Regions from separate parts of the Zea mays genome. Here all the other regions are linked to region 1. A link is a contact called in public Hi-C data. All regions are on one chromosome and are shown on one strand. The core of a region is the stretch at or near the end of the contact, and the rest is flanking DNA. Distances in the headings are between cores, read along the strand shown. Region 1 holds the start of LOC103640187 (cation-transporting ATPase HMA5). Region 2 holds the start of LOC100284599 (zinc-binding protein). Region 3 holds the start of LOC100283314 (VQ motif family protein).

Region 1 (3,973 bases), core at 820-3,319:
GTGGCATAGTTTAATAGATTATGTACATCTATTATTTTCCACAGGAATAATGAACTTCATGGCTAAAATGGCTTCTCTGTTAACAAAGACTGAAAATGTAGATCTCCTGTTGACACATAGTGAAACAAAGTACATAACAATGTGTAAGCTACCGTACATAACTGGAGTATTGGACATCATAGAAGATTGCATGCTAATATAATATATTAGCTTTTAGTTCCCAAGTAATGGTGTGTTTTTGAGAAGTTAGTAACTATGCCAGGAGTGGTCCTACAAGAATGTACAAGATTGCTTAGGTCCATAGCTTAGGAGGTGTTTGTTTGGGATTATAATTTGCCTAGATTATGTAATCTCATTAAAGTTCAAAATAAATGAGATTATATAATCTAGGCAAATTATAATCCCAAACAAACACATCCTTAGGCCCTGTTTGGTTCCATTAGTACTAAAACTAAAGTTGGAACTAAACTTTAGTCCTTACCCTGTTTGGTTGTAAGGACTAAATAAATTCTAAATATATTAAATGCAACACATAAAGACTCAAATACTTTTTTTCTTATTTCACGCCGGTTTTCTAGGCAAGGGCAATTAGAATAAATGTTGTCTTTTAGTCCTTTTTAGCAAACCCATGTGAGGGACTAGAAACTAAAGTCAATTAGTCCTTCCGATCTGGCAAAATAGGGATTAAAAAACAGGAACTAAAGATAAGTCCCTCTAACCAAATGGCCTTAGTAGCTATTCGTCCACAATACCATATTTAGCGTGCCACAACAGAATGGTGCACGAAACACACTCAGCTTCGCTGTTATCGTAGCAAAGTAAAATCTCGCCCCTTCTCTTTTGTGTAACTTTCCTGAACTGAAAGTTGAGTTCAGCATTTCTTTCCCCATGAAAGACATAATCAGCAGCTCGTTAGCTCAACTACCAATCCAAAGTGATTGTAGTACACCAAGAGCCCCATTTCCCCTGGTACCATGACTGCTTCAGCGCGTGCCAGCTTTGAGCTTTCGATGCCCACGATGCACAGGCGATCGACAATCACGAGCTTCCAACGAAGGTACAGCTCACCAAATCACGAAAGCCAAAAGGAGCAAAAACTTTTAGCATCGTAATAGCCAATCTTATAACTCCTGATTTCTCAGAGTTTATACAGCATTTACTCCACCAACCAAATCAGAGGTCGATGAAACAATACCACCCAAGCGAGTTTTGTACAAGGCAAGGCACTCTCAATTCAAGCAAAAAAAAAACGCCCATATGCAATTCACTCAATAGCACGAAGCAAGTGCTCGACACACACGCGATTCAGTTTCGTATTCTGACACGCAAAAACGCAGACGCAGTCCAACCATCGTCAAACACGAACAAGTTACCCGGAAAAAACGCAGACAATTCAAAACAAAAATACCACCACGCAAGCGTACGGGAGAGCTCCCAACTTCCCACGGAACCGCACGAGCCTCGCGTCCACTCAACGGTTGCGAGTACGCAAGGATCGCATCGCCCGTCGAAATACGCCACACCAAAGCGAGGAGAGGAGCACCGGTAAGCACCTTGGCCAGCGCGGGATCGAACATGACGTGGGCGCGGTTCTGGAGCAACGACACGGCGACGCGCCTCACTCCGCGGCGCGCGGAGACGGCGGCCTCGACGGCGCTGGTGCAGGCGGAGCACGTCATGCCGGTGACGCGCACGTGCGCCTCCGCAGCCTCGGCGCCCGATGCACCCGGCAGCGGCAGCCCCATCTCCTCGTCGTACGAGTCGAGCAGCGCGACGTCCTCCATCTCGTCGCCGCGCCCGCCCGCGGCGGCCGGCCGGGCGCCGGCGACCGCTGAGAGCTGCAGGTGGGCCATGCCCGTCAGACGCAGGGGGTGGAGCAGCGGGGTAGGAATATTTGGTGGGAGGCGAATTGCGAGGAGCCGAGGAGGGGCTAGTTTATATATGTAACCGGGAAAACAGGCGGCGGTCGTGGGCCAAATTGCGGTGGTTTGCAGAGCACGCGGGTCTTTGTAGATATGTGTATGCGCTTTTGGATTCCCTCCATACTCTTAGTAATATAAAATCAGTTCTAAATCTTAAATTTCTATAGCAGAGCTTTATAGTTTAAGAGTAAGCTTCCTTTTTCTTCTTTTAAAAAATATTGATTTGGATTTTTCTCCAACTTTTAAAGCTAACGTTTAAAAGTGTAAATCTAAATAAACCCTCATTACTCTTTACTTTTATACATTTTATACATTGGTATCTTCGTAGATTTATGTGGGAGAGGCAACTTTCCCATTTGATCTCTTCCTTTTTTACTTTTCAGGTATCTAAGACGGCTTATCTCTTTCGTCTGACTTGGTTTCATGTCTGACGGGTTTGTGGAATTCAGACGTCAGCATTGCAAAGCACTCTTCCATGTCAACCTAGAATTCTAGGTGCAGCTGCATAATTGTATATTAGTTAGACGTATGTGCATTGCTACGATAAACCTTATTTACATATATTTTTTGTTTTTTTATAAAATATGTATGTTTTATTAGTTAGGTAGATGTGGATATGGAGCCAACTAAAAGGTTTAAACCTCCACTTATGCATAAGATCACGGTTTTGGTATAGCTCATGAGCCCAAGTGGATAATGGTAATTTTGTCTGTTTTAGGCAAAAACACAGTCTTGATCTAGCTCACGTGGATGGTAATAGTTGTGTGTTTGAAGCAAAAGCAGAGCTTCGGTCTAGCTCACGTGGATAATGATACCTGACAAGATCATTTCTATTTTAAGGTTAGTTTGTGAGCCCTTTTTTCCAAGGTTTTTCATTTTCTAAGGGAAATTAGTTTATTTTCTCTTAAGGCTAGTTTAGAAACTCAAATCTCTTTTAAAATTGAAGGGATTGGAAAGAAAATTAGTTCATTTTCACATCAATCTTCTCCAATCCCGAAGGGGATTTGAAGTTTACAAAGTAGCCCTTAGGACTGATTTGGTGACCAAGAATCATAGGGGAATTAGAGGGATTGAAGGGGGAATTAGTTTATTTCCCCCTCAATCTCCTTCAATCCTCCCGTGATCTCATTGTCACCAAATTAAATAGGATTCTTTTGGGAAAATAGTTTCTTGTTGATTTTTTTTTCATTTCTTATTTTTTAAAAGAAATAAACGGTGTTGGACAATTTACGTGGGAAAGCGAGCGCGGTGGTTAAGAAGAAACATGTTGTCTGTTTTGTGTGTTGTTTAGAATTTTGAAGCGTGGCTATCCATGTGGAGCGGAGGGAGAAGTTGAGCTAAACCAGCTTTCCACCGGTAGGTCGTCAGCGAAACAGCTATACATATACGTTTTTTTATTTAGCCTTGCTTCGACCAGATTCATGCGAAAAGTGAGACCCTGACTTCAAAGTCCATACACTCGATCTATTATAAAAGAGAGAGAGAGATGCAAAATCGCAGCACAGTTCCTTACAAATAACGCGAAATCTGAAGAATATAAAATACCCCGTCTTATAGTGGCCATATTATGTTAGTATATGTGGGTAGTGTGTTCTATATGTTGGACCGCTGGGCGCTGGCGTCTGTGCTAATGCTAACGGAGTAACGGGACGGGAGACCCGTGCGGCCGTGCCCTGATGAGAATGCCACCCGGATGACAAGCACGAACTGAAAAGGCACGTGTTCAACGGTCCACGTACGCATGCGCATCCTACGTACGTGTCTGTCTGGTCAACGCGCGACGCATTCGTAGTAGGCTAGTAGCCCGAGACGGAAACGGGTAGCTGCCCGATCGATCGAGCGCGCAACTCCGGACAACGATGGCACATAGGAGCCGCGCGCGGCACGGCAGGAGTGCACTGGACTGGGTGGGAACTGGCCGGGAAGGGAGATGCGCGGCCTGCCTGATGCTCCGGTGAGTTGCCGTCCCCGGACATGAAACTTGGAAGGAAGGAACTCGTCGAACTGCTCTGCGTCATCGGTGAGGTGACCGGTGAGGGTGGATGGATTGG
Region 2 (4,085 bases), core at 448-2,947, 280 kb after region 1:
GTGGTTGGGGAATCATTCAGCTCAGCCACAAGGCTAAGAAGCACTGCAGAGCAGGTACTATACGTGTAGTACGTAGCAGCAGCGGGCAGCGAGCAGCGAGGGGGTCTACAGTGGGATCACTATTACCACCGTTAAAAAGCTAGGCAGGCTCGGCCGGACGGCGCCACCGGGGCTCGTCGTCGTGCATGCAAGGATCAGAGCGGCCGGCCGATCGGGGGGGGGGGGGGGGGGGGGGGGGGGGGGGGAGGATCGGAGGGGAGGGCGTGGAAAGGTCAAGGCGCCAGAGCGGGCGAGAAGGGGGCAGCACCGCAGCAGCCTTTGCAGGCGAGGCAACAAAAGGGGCCGGAGAGCGTGCACTGCAGGAGGAGGCCGCGCAGGTCCCAGGGGCAGACCCAAGGAGCGCATGCATCATGCATGCACGCGCCACACCAACCCACGGCTGGGCGGACGGAGGAATTCAGCCACAAGGACCCAGGCTCGTCGTGCGACCATGCTTGTTCGGGGAGTATGGCCAAGCCGCATCAGGGGTCGCCACTTTTCTTTTTTACCCTCCCCTCCTCTCTTCCCCAATCGAGCTCGGGGCTTTTACTTCTCCTGCCACTGCCCACTGCCACCAAGAGCAGCAACGACAGGCCGGGAGGGGGGGCACTGGCGCACGAGGAAAGAGGGAAAAAGAATCCGAAATCGCATGCAGTGAATTTCCCTGGTAGGCTGGTGGTACGGCGGCGATCCGTGAGGCCGGAACTCGCAATTCAAACTTGTGCTTGGTGTGTGTGTGGGGGCTGAGATTAACCAGAGGCGCACAGAAAACGACACGGGCGAGCGCGGCGTCCTAAGAGCGGCCGGGGACGTTAATTGCGTCGCCCGCGGCCTTGGGACTGTGCTAAACTGATGCTGCCGCAACGCAATTAAGCCCAACCGAAGCAGCCATGCCGTAATTACTACGCCCAAAGCTGAGCCTACACTAGCTAGGGGTGCTACTAGCACGGAGAAGGAAGGAAGAGGAGGCGAGCCGGCGAGGAGACGGATCCGGATCCCCTTTCCCTTTGAGAAGCAGCGACAGCAGGCAGCCAACCTAGCGGAGCTAGTAGTAGCTAGGAGGCAGCCAGCCAGCCACTCGGCCTAATCCGGTCGAGCAAGTACAAGCGTCCGTGACCCACGGAACACTGAAGAATTGAGCAACAAAGCTCACGTAGCACACTGTACGCCGGAGCTGAGCTAGCCGGCTCGAGGTCTGAAGAAGACGAGGACGAAGTTCCTAGGCGTCGTCTTCTTCCTCCCCGCCACCGTGCGATCGACAGGGTGCTGGCAGACGGTGTGTGTACCTGGAGGAGGAGGTGGTGGCGGTGCGCGGGGGCGCAGTGCGGGCAGATGCTGGCGCAGCAGCCCAGGCAGAAGATGTTCTTCTCGTTCTTCTTCCGGTCCTCGTGCGCCGCGCACCCCACGAAGAAGCTCTCCTCCACCAGCCCGCCCACCCACCCGGGCCTCATCCCCATCTCTATCTCGCCTCCGCAATTCCCTCGCTCCCAGATGCTTCTCCCGGCGGGCGGGCGAGCGATCCGTCCCCCGCTCCGGTCCTCCGTACGGAGCGGTGTCTGTACGTACGCGGGCCGGCCGGCCGGCCGGACGGGCAAGCGCACCGCGGCGAGTGAGTCGGTCTGGAGGAGATTATTGGCTAGATGGGAGTGGAGGAGGCGTACCCCGTTCCCCGCAGCGCGCTGCTATATATAGAGGCGAGGGGAGGAGAAGTGATAGCGATGGAGGGGGGGCATGGAGCCAAGCCGGAGTGGGGTGGCACGCGGCGTCGGAGGGCGTGGCACGGGACGGGACGGGGCTTACGGGAGCGAAGCGACGGAGGCAGCCATTTGGGGTTGGGTTTGGGTGGTCAAAGCTAGCGAACGAAGCACTTTGGGCCCGTCGCGTCGCGGTCGTCCAAGGCCCCGTCGTTTTCGCGCCGCTGGAGAGGGGCCTCTCTCTCTCTCTCTCCGCGGCCGCGATCTCCTTTTCGTACGTTCGTCACCAGGCGACTTCACCACCGGCCTTTCAGTTCACGCTGCGAAACGAAGGCAGCACTTGCAACGTCGAGCGCCGCAAGTACTGTTGCCACGGAGACGAAGCACGCAGGCACGCGTACGTTTCCTTATTCCAGATCAACAGGTTTTTGCAGGAGTCGGCAACCGTTTCTCGGCACGTAGCTGCTGCTCTAATTATTTTTATCTTTTCGTATTTAATAAAAACAAAAACAATGTTCGAAAACTTGTCTAACCGTCCTTCCAACTAGATCTTTAAATATTATTGTTATCTATTTATTTATTTTTCGCTAACTACAGTTAAAGAGTCGTGCTAGCTCTCCACAATACTTACAAATATAAATGTTATGTTAGAAGATAGAAGCGTATTTTTACTCAAATGACCCTCTCCATATGGCTCCAACTTCATATATTTCTGCAACGCCTGCTATTTTAGTGACAGCTCTACTCGAGCTATCAAGTGCTAGTGGCACCGGAGCGGTCTAGTGTACCACCAGACCATGCCATATGTGTCGCCATGTCATATAGCCGTTAGAACTCAAAGCTAGTTGTCAAGGATGTCCTTGGGACCAGGGGAGCACACTAGGGAAAAGCCTCTAGCAATTTGGGCCCGTCAGTCAACTGGAGGAGATAGAAAACGTCTACCCTGAAAGCAGTGGCGGATCCACGAGGGGGATTGGGTGGGCTCCACACACACCCCTGCGTCGGCAGCATACAAGTAGGAGGGAGTTAGGGAGAGGAAGAAAGAAGAGGAGAAAGAGAGAGGAAGCGAGAAGGAAGAAGGGAGAGGAAGGAATAAGAGGGGAAATGGAGATGAAGGAAGAAGAAAGTGAAGAGAAAAAAGAGGAAGAATATAAGGGGGGGAAAGAAGATAGTTAGCTTCTAGCCTCCTTGGCAAGGATCATGGATCCGCCATTGCCTGGAAGTACCCGCCCCCAAACGAACCCAGCGGCACCGAGTCCGGGGTCAGGCATGGCAGAACCAGATATGGGGTGTCGGGCGAACAGAAGGGAAACCACTCGAGTGGATCCATCGCCCGGTCCAAGACCGACCCACCATAAGTGATTGGTTGCATTAACTACGTTTGACACCAAGCTATGGCAAAGGTGTCGGTCCACCTCCCACTCATGGCCTACGAGCCCCTCGGGTTGCGACACACTCATAACCAACGAACCCCTCAAACTGTGGTGCGTTTATGACCCACGCACCTCCTGGCCTGTGTAGCATCCCAATTTCTAACCCAGGTTTGAAACCCTAATCTAACCCCCCCCTTCTTTTTATCTATCCCAAAACTCCCTTAGATTCTTCCCAACATATGCATACACCTTGTTTGAATATGAGCACCTCACTTAAATTTTATTTTTCAGCACCTAGATTATCTATTAAATTAATTGTTCAAAAGAAAAGAATATAAAAAGATTTGGATATAGGGATTAGAAAATAAAAAGGAAAAAGAGAAACCCCCCTCCTGGCTGGGCTGAATCCAGCCCATGCCGCGGCCGCCTTTCCTCCCTCACGCCCGCGCTCCCCCCCCCTCCGGCCCATTGCCGGCCTGCTCCCGCGCGCGCGCAGCTGCTCCGCGCTCCCTCTCTCACTCTCGCTGACAGGCCGACCCCACCTGCCAGTCACTCTCTCTCACGCGCTCGCTTCCACTGGCAAGACCGGCCCACCGGTCAGCCGCTTCGTCATCCTCCCCGCATACGACGCCCCGCCGTCCCTTCACCGCCGTCCTTCACCGCCGTCCTTCACCGCCGTCTCCTCGCCGCACAGGAAAGTTTGGCACCGCTCCGTCCTCCTCCCCTTGACCAGCGTCCTCGCCAGTACCGCCCCGCCGTAGCGTCCCCTCGGCGGCGCTGTGCGCCATTAATGGCGGCACCGGGAAGCTCGCCGGAGTCAGGGAGCTCCACCGCTCCCCTCGCCCCCGCGCGCCTATAAAAAGCTCGCCCCGAACCCCGTCTTCCTCGCACCAGCCTCGACCGCTACCCTCCCCCCTCGCCCGAGCCCAATTCGGGAAGCGCCGTCGTCTTCCTTCTCCCCGGTGAGTTCCTCCCCTCT
Region 3 (3,852 bases), core at 64-2,563, 480 kb after region 1:
TCTAAGAGTTGATAGATTTTATATGTATCCACGATGGCTTTGCCAATCTAAAAAATCTGACGATTCAGTCTATCGGGGTTAATATGCACAAATGTATGTTAGGGCTATATATTCTTTTAGTAAATGGATATCAAGCTCACAATAAGCTGGTCTATTAAGGGCTTGTTTGATTAGCTCTCAATCTATATAGATTGAGTGAGTTTAAATATCAAGTAAGTCAAAAATTTTCTTAATTTTTTTCCAATTCTATTTAATCTATGTGTAATAAGAATAACCGAACAAGACATAAATAGATCTGATTTAGAGCTGTGCAGTGCAGCTAATCTTTATCCTAACTAGGTGGACGTGGATCCAAGCACATCCACCAAGCGGGTCAGTATCGCTACGACAGCTGGGCGATCATGGAATTAGAAAGTTCAACGCCACGAGCGCACCCCACAGCGCGCGGCAAGTGTCCATCGACCGGGGTAATAATGTTTATTAGAGGAGCATGAGACCCGTCGACCGGGGTAATGTAAACACGATCTCCGAGGTGGATCCTGAGAGCGACATGTCCATCGGCCGGTCTCCCCAGAAATGGCATGTGCTGAATTCACCGTCGCCGCTCGATTCTTCCAACCGGACGGACACACACCGACGGAATCGCCGGCGTCCGCCTCCATCCTCCGGCAGTGCGTTGCGTTGCGTTGCGTGGCCCTCAATCTCTTCCGTGGCTTCCGCTGAAGCTTCGTTAACTGCAGGTGCAGCACAAGCTTAGTGCTGGGTTGATCGGATCCGCCGCCGGCTGCCCGCCTCCACATGCTGCGGCTGCGCGGGAGAAAAGACCAGCGTCGCGCGCACGCACGCACGCGAACCGGACGGCCGCATGGGTATTGGGTGGGATGCAATGCGACGCCATGCGGCAGCCGAAATCCCCATCCAGAATCAAGACGCATCGACGTGCTGCAGAGCGACGTGACAGCCCGATGGAGCTGCGGGCCCGGCTGGCTGCCAACCCCGAGCCGAGCACCCGGCGACGACGACGACGCCGCGGCGGTCCCGGAAGGCCGCAGCACAGTGGCGCGGGCCCCACGTGCCCGCTGGTGTGTGGGCCGCCAGTCCACCACCTGTCCCGCGCGCGGGGGAGCGGAGCGGATCAGCGACGCTTCTCGGAAGGTGGGGGGAGCAGATGGGCTACGCTAGGCAGGACCGCGACACGTTGGCCAATCTCGGGCGTTGGCTAGAGGAGCACGTCGATCCGACGGATGGCACAGCCTGGTGGACCGCTGGCTGGGTCACTATAAATGGCCAGGCCCCGCGGCCGTGTCCAACTCCTCTTCCGACACACACACTCGTCGACGAACGACGACGACGAGCACGAGCACGAGCAGCGCCTGACGCTCGGCTCCGACCCGCGCGCGTCGATGGCGATGAGTGACACAGGCTCGAGCTTCGCGCAGTGGGCCGCGCTCTACCACCACCACCACCACGACGCCGGGCCGGTCCTGCTGCCCCCCGACGACGACGCCGGCACCACCGCTGCGGCCGCCGCCGTAGCGAGCCCGACGTCGGGCGGGTCCAGCGGAGGAAGCCCCACCAAGGCCGGGGCCCATCTGCTGCACGGGGTAGAGGGGCCGCGGATCGGGAAGCCGGCGGCGCGGCGGCGGTCCCGCGCGTCGCGGCGCGCGCCCGTGACGCTGCTGAACACGGACACGGCCAACTTCCGTGCCATGGTGCAGCAGTTCACGGGCATCCCCGCGCCCCCCGCGGGGGCGTTCGGGGCCCCGGTCATCAACTTCGCCGCCGACTACGGCTTCCCGCCGTCCTCGGCCGCCGTCATGTCCTTCGACCACCAGCTGCACCGGAGCCAGCACCCCGCGCCGCTCCAGGAGCAGCTCCGCAGGCAGCAGCAGCAGCAGCAGTACGCCGGCGCGGCGTCGCCATTCGGCTATAGCAACGGCGGCGGCGGCGGCCTGCTGCAAGACGGCGGCGACGTCTTCGCCCCCGCCGCCTCCCACGGGTTCGCCGCGTCGGCGGAGGAGAGGATGTTCCTGCAGAGCATCCAGGCGGCCCAGATGCCGCACATGCCCGCCGCTAACACTAGCACTAATGGCTTCTTTGCTTGACCAAGGCTCGACGGGCATCCACGCCACGTGCATGGAATGGAAGCTTGGGAAGGGGAAGCGAAGATTAGCAGCAGCCAAAAAAAAAAGGGTAATCAGAGTCAGTTAAGTTTCTCCTGGTTGTGTGTAGTTAGTTTGCTCCTCCGCTTGCTTAATTCGCGCAGCCTTGTTTCTCCGCTGGCTGCAGAGACGATGTAAATATCTTGTGTTTCTGATGATGTGGTAGTCTGTGTCCTAGCAGCAGCTCATCTAGTCACTTTCACGGAGGTTAATTGCCTGCTACTACTCAGCTCCGATCCTCCGAGATTTAAACGTAGCTTTCGTACGTGTGTCGATCCTTCGGTGTGACGATGTCGATCCTTCGGTGGCGGCGAGGCGAACATATCTACGTCTTGATTGCGCTCGGTTGCCCGGGTCCGGAAGCAAAGGCCGTGGCGGCCGCCACACCCATGGATCACATGTTGTTTTCGCGCGCGTTTCCATTCCATCCGCTGCGCCGTCGTGTTCCTGAGCCGCAGGGGCCCGCGGGGACCCGAGGTGCAAGTGCAACGCACCTCGCAGGCGTGACGTGCGGCTGACCCGAGCGAGGTCAAGGTCAGAGATGTCATGCTGAGGGTTTGTTGCGACACCAGTTAACTAGCATAGTTCGATCTGGATTATGGACTGTGAGAGGTCTGAAACTCTGTGATATGATATCAGCAGGGTTGGTTTGGTTCGTTTCTTACGGTGTTTCTATAATTTCTATGGACTTTGATCAGCTAGAATTATTTCGGATACAATCCCACGCAAACGAAAAAGGCATTCACGTTCTAAGGACATGTCTAACAATAACGTGCATATGGACGTGTTGTTGGCTTCGATCTGGTACCAAACACTAGAATAGAATAAACTATATGGTCGTGATCTCTGCGAGGACGAGAACGGTCCGCGACCTCGTTGTAGGAGCGACTTCTCCATGTGTGCTTGTCGGGCGGTCTGCGCTCTAGCTAGGACGGTTCACGCGTGCACAAAGGTCTTCTTCTCCGCGAAGAAACTGAATCTCGCCTCTCGTGATAGCTCCCATCGGGGAGGAGAAATCCTAGGGTTGTCTTGAGGTCAACAGGCCATCCAAAACGTCTCTAGACAACGTCGAGCCGAAGATGTTGGGGCGAAGGCAAAGACGCCACCCTTCGCTCGAGGCCTTCGCTGCAGTCGCTGGTCTGACAGAGACAAAACGGGCAGAGACACCCTTCGCTCGATTCGGCACCAGACGAAGGCCTGCGACGGCGTCATCCCGCAGTGCGGCCTCGTCCAGCTCAGAGGCCCACGTGTGATCCGACCCATTGTGACGGGCCATGCGTGGCCGCCGCGTGTTACGGGCCTAATTTGTAAAGGCATCCCTGTAATTACAGTCTGTAACCCTGCTTTATGGGAATATTCTGGGATAACCTAGTTAGCTGAGGGCACATGCGTCCTTAGCTCAAGGCGCTGGGCACTCAGGTACCTATAAATACCCCCGCACAGTGCCCGTGGGAGGCCAGATTAACAGAGCTATTGCCATCTAGCGCGTAACCCTGTTAACGTCACTGTTCACCCTTGTTGGCTCCCCTTGCGAGTGAGAGCAAGTTCCAACATTTGGCGCCCACCGTTCGTGCTACGAGAAAACCACCCGCGATGGCACCCAAGAGAGCTAACCCGAAGGCTGACGAGGCTGCGAAGGCAGCACTGCTTGCCGCAAGAAAGGGCAAGGCCCTCGCCCTCACCCAATCCA

The links. Hi-C and Micro-C count contacts between places; a contact is called where the count stands out from the background.
Region 2: a contact with region 1 is called in a Hi-C map of ear, with 3 times the contacts expected there. The contact joins the promoter of LOC100284599 here to the promoter of LOC103640187 in region 1. A contact is called at or near these places in 5 of 25 Hi-C or Micro-C datasets (bundle sheath, ear, leaf and 1 more).
Region 3: a contact with region 1 is called in a Hi-C map of bundle sheath, with 8 times the contacts expected there. The contact joins the promoter of LOC100283314 here to the promoter of LOC103640187 in region 1. A contact is called at or near these places in 6 of 25 Hi-C or Micro-C datasets (bundle sheath, ear, endosperm and 3 more).

What each region holds. Positions count from the first base shown.
Region 1 is chr9:114,583,764-114,587,736 of Zm-B73-REFERENCE-NAM-5.0, forward strand. LOC103640187 (cation-transporting ATPase HMA5) reads right to left here and starts at 2,070. Exons shown (of 9, transcript XM_020543877.2): 1 at 1,554-2,070. The coding sequence starts at 1,853.
Region 2 is chr9:114,859,224-114,863,308 of Zm-B73-REFERENCE-NAM-5.0, forward strand. LOC100284599 (zinc-binding protein) reads right to left here and starts at 1,698. Exons shown (of 4, transcript NM_001398978.1): 1 at 1,326-1,698. The coding sequence starts at 1,496.
Region 3 is chr9:115,060,309-115,064,160 of Zm-B73-REFERENCE-NAM-5.0, forward strand. LOC100283314 (VQ motif family protein) reads left to right here and starts at 1,314. Exons shown (of 1, transcript NM_001156216.2): 1 at 1,314-2,365. The coding sequence starts at 1,404. The coding sequence ends at 2,105.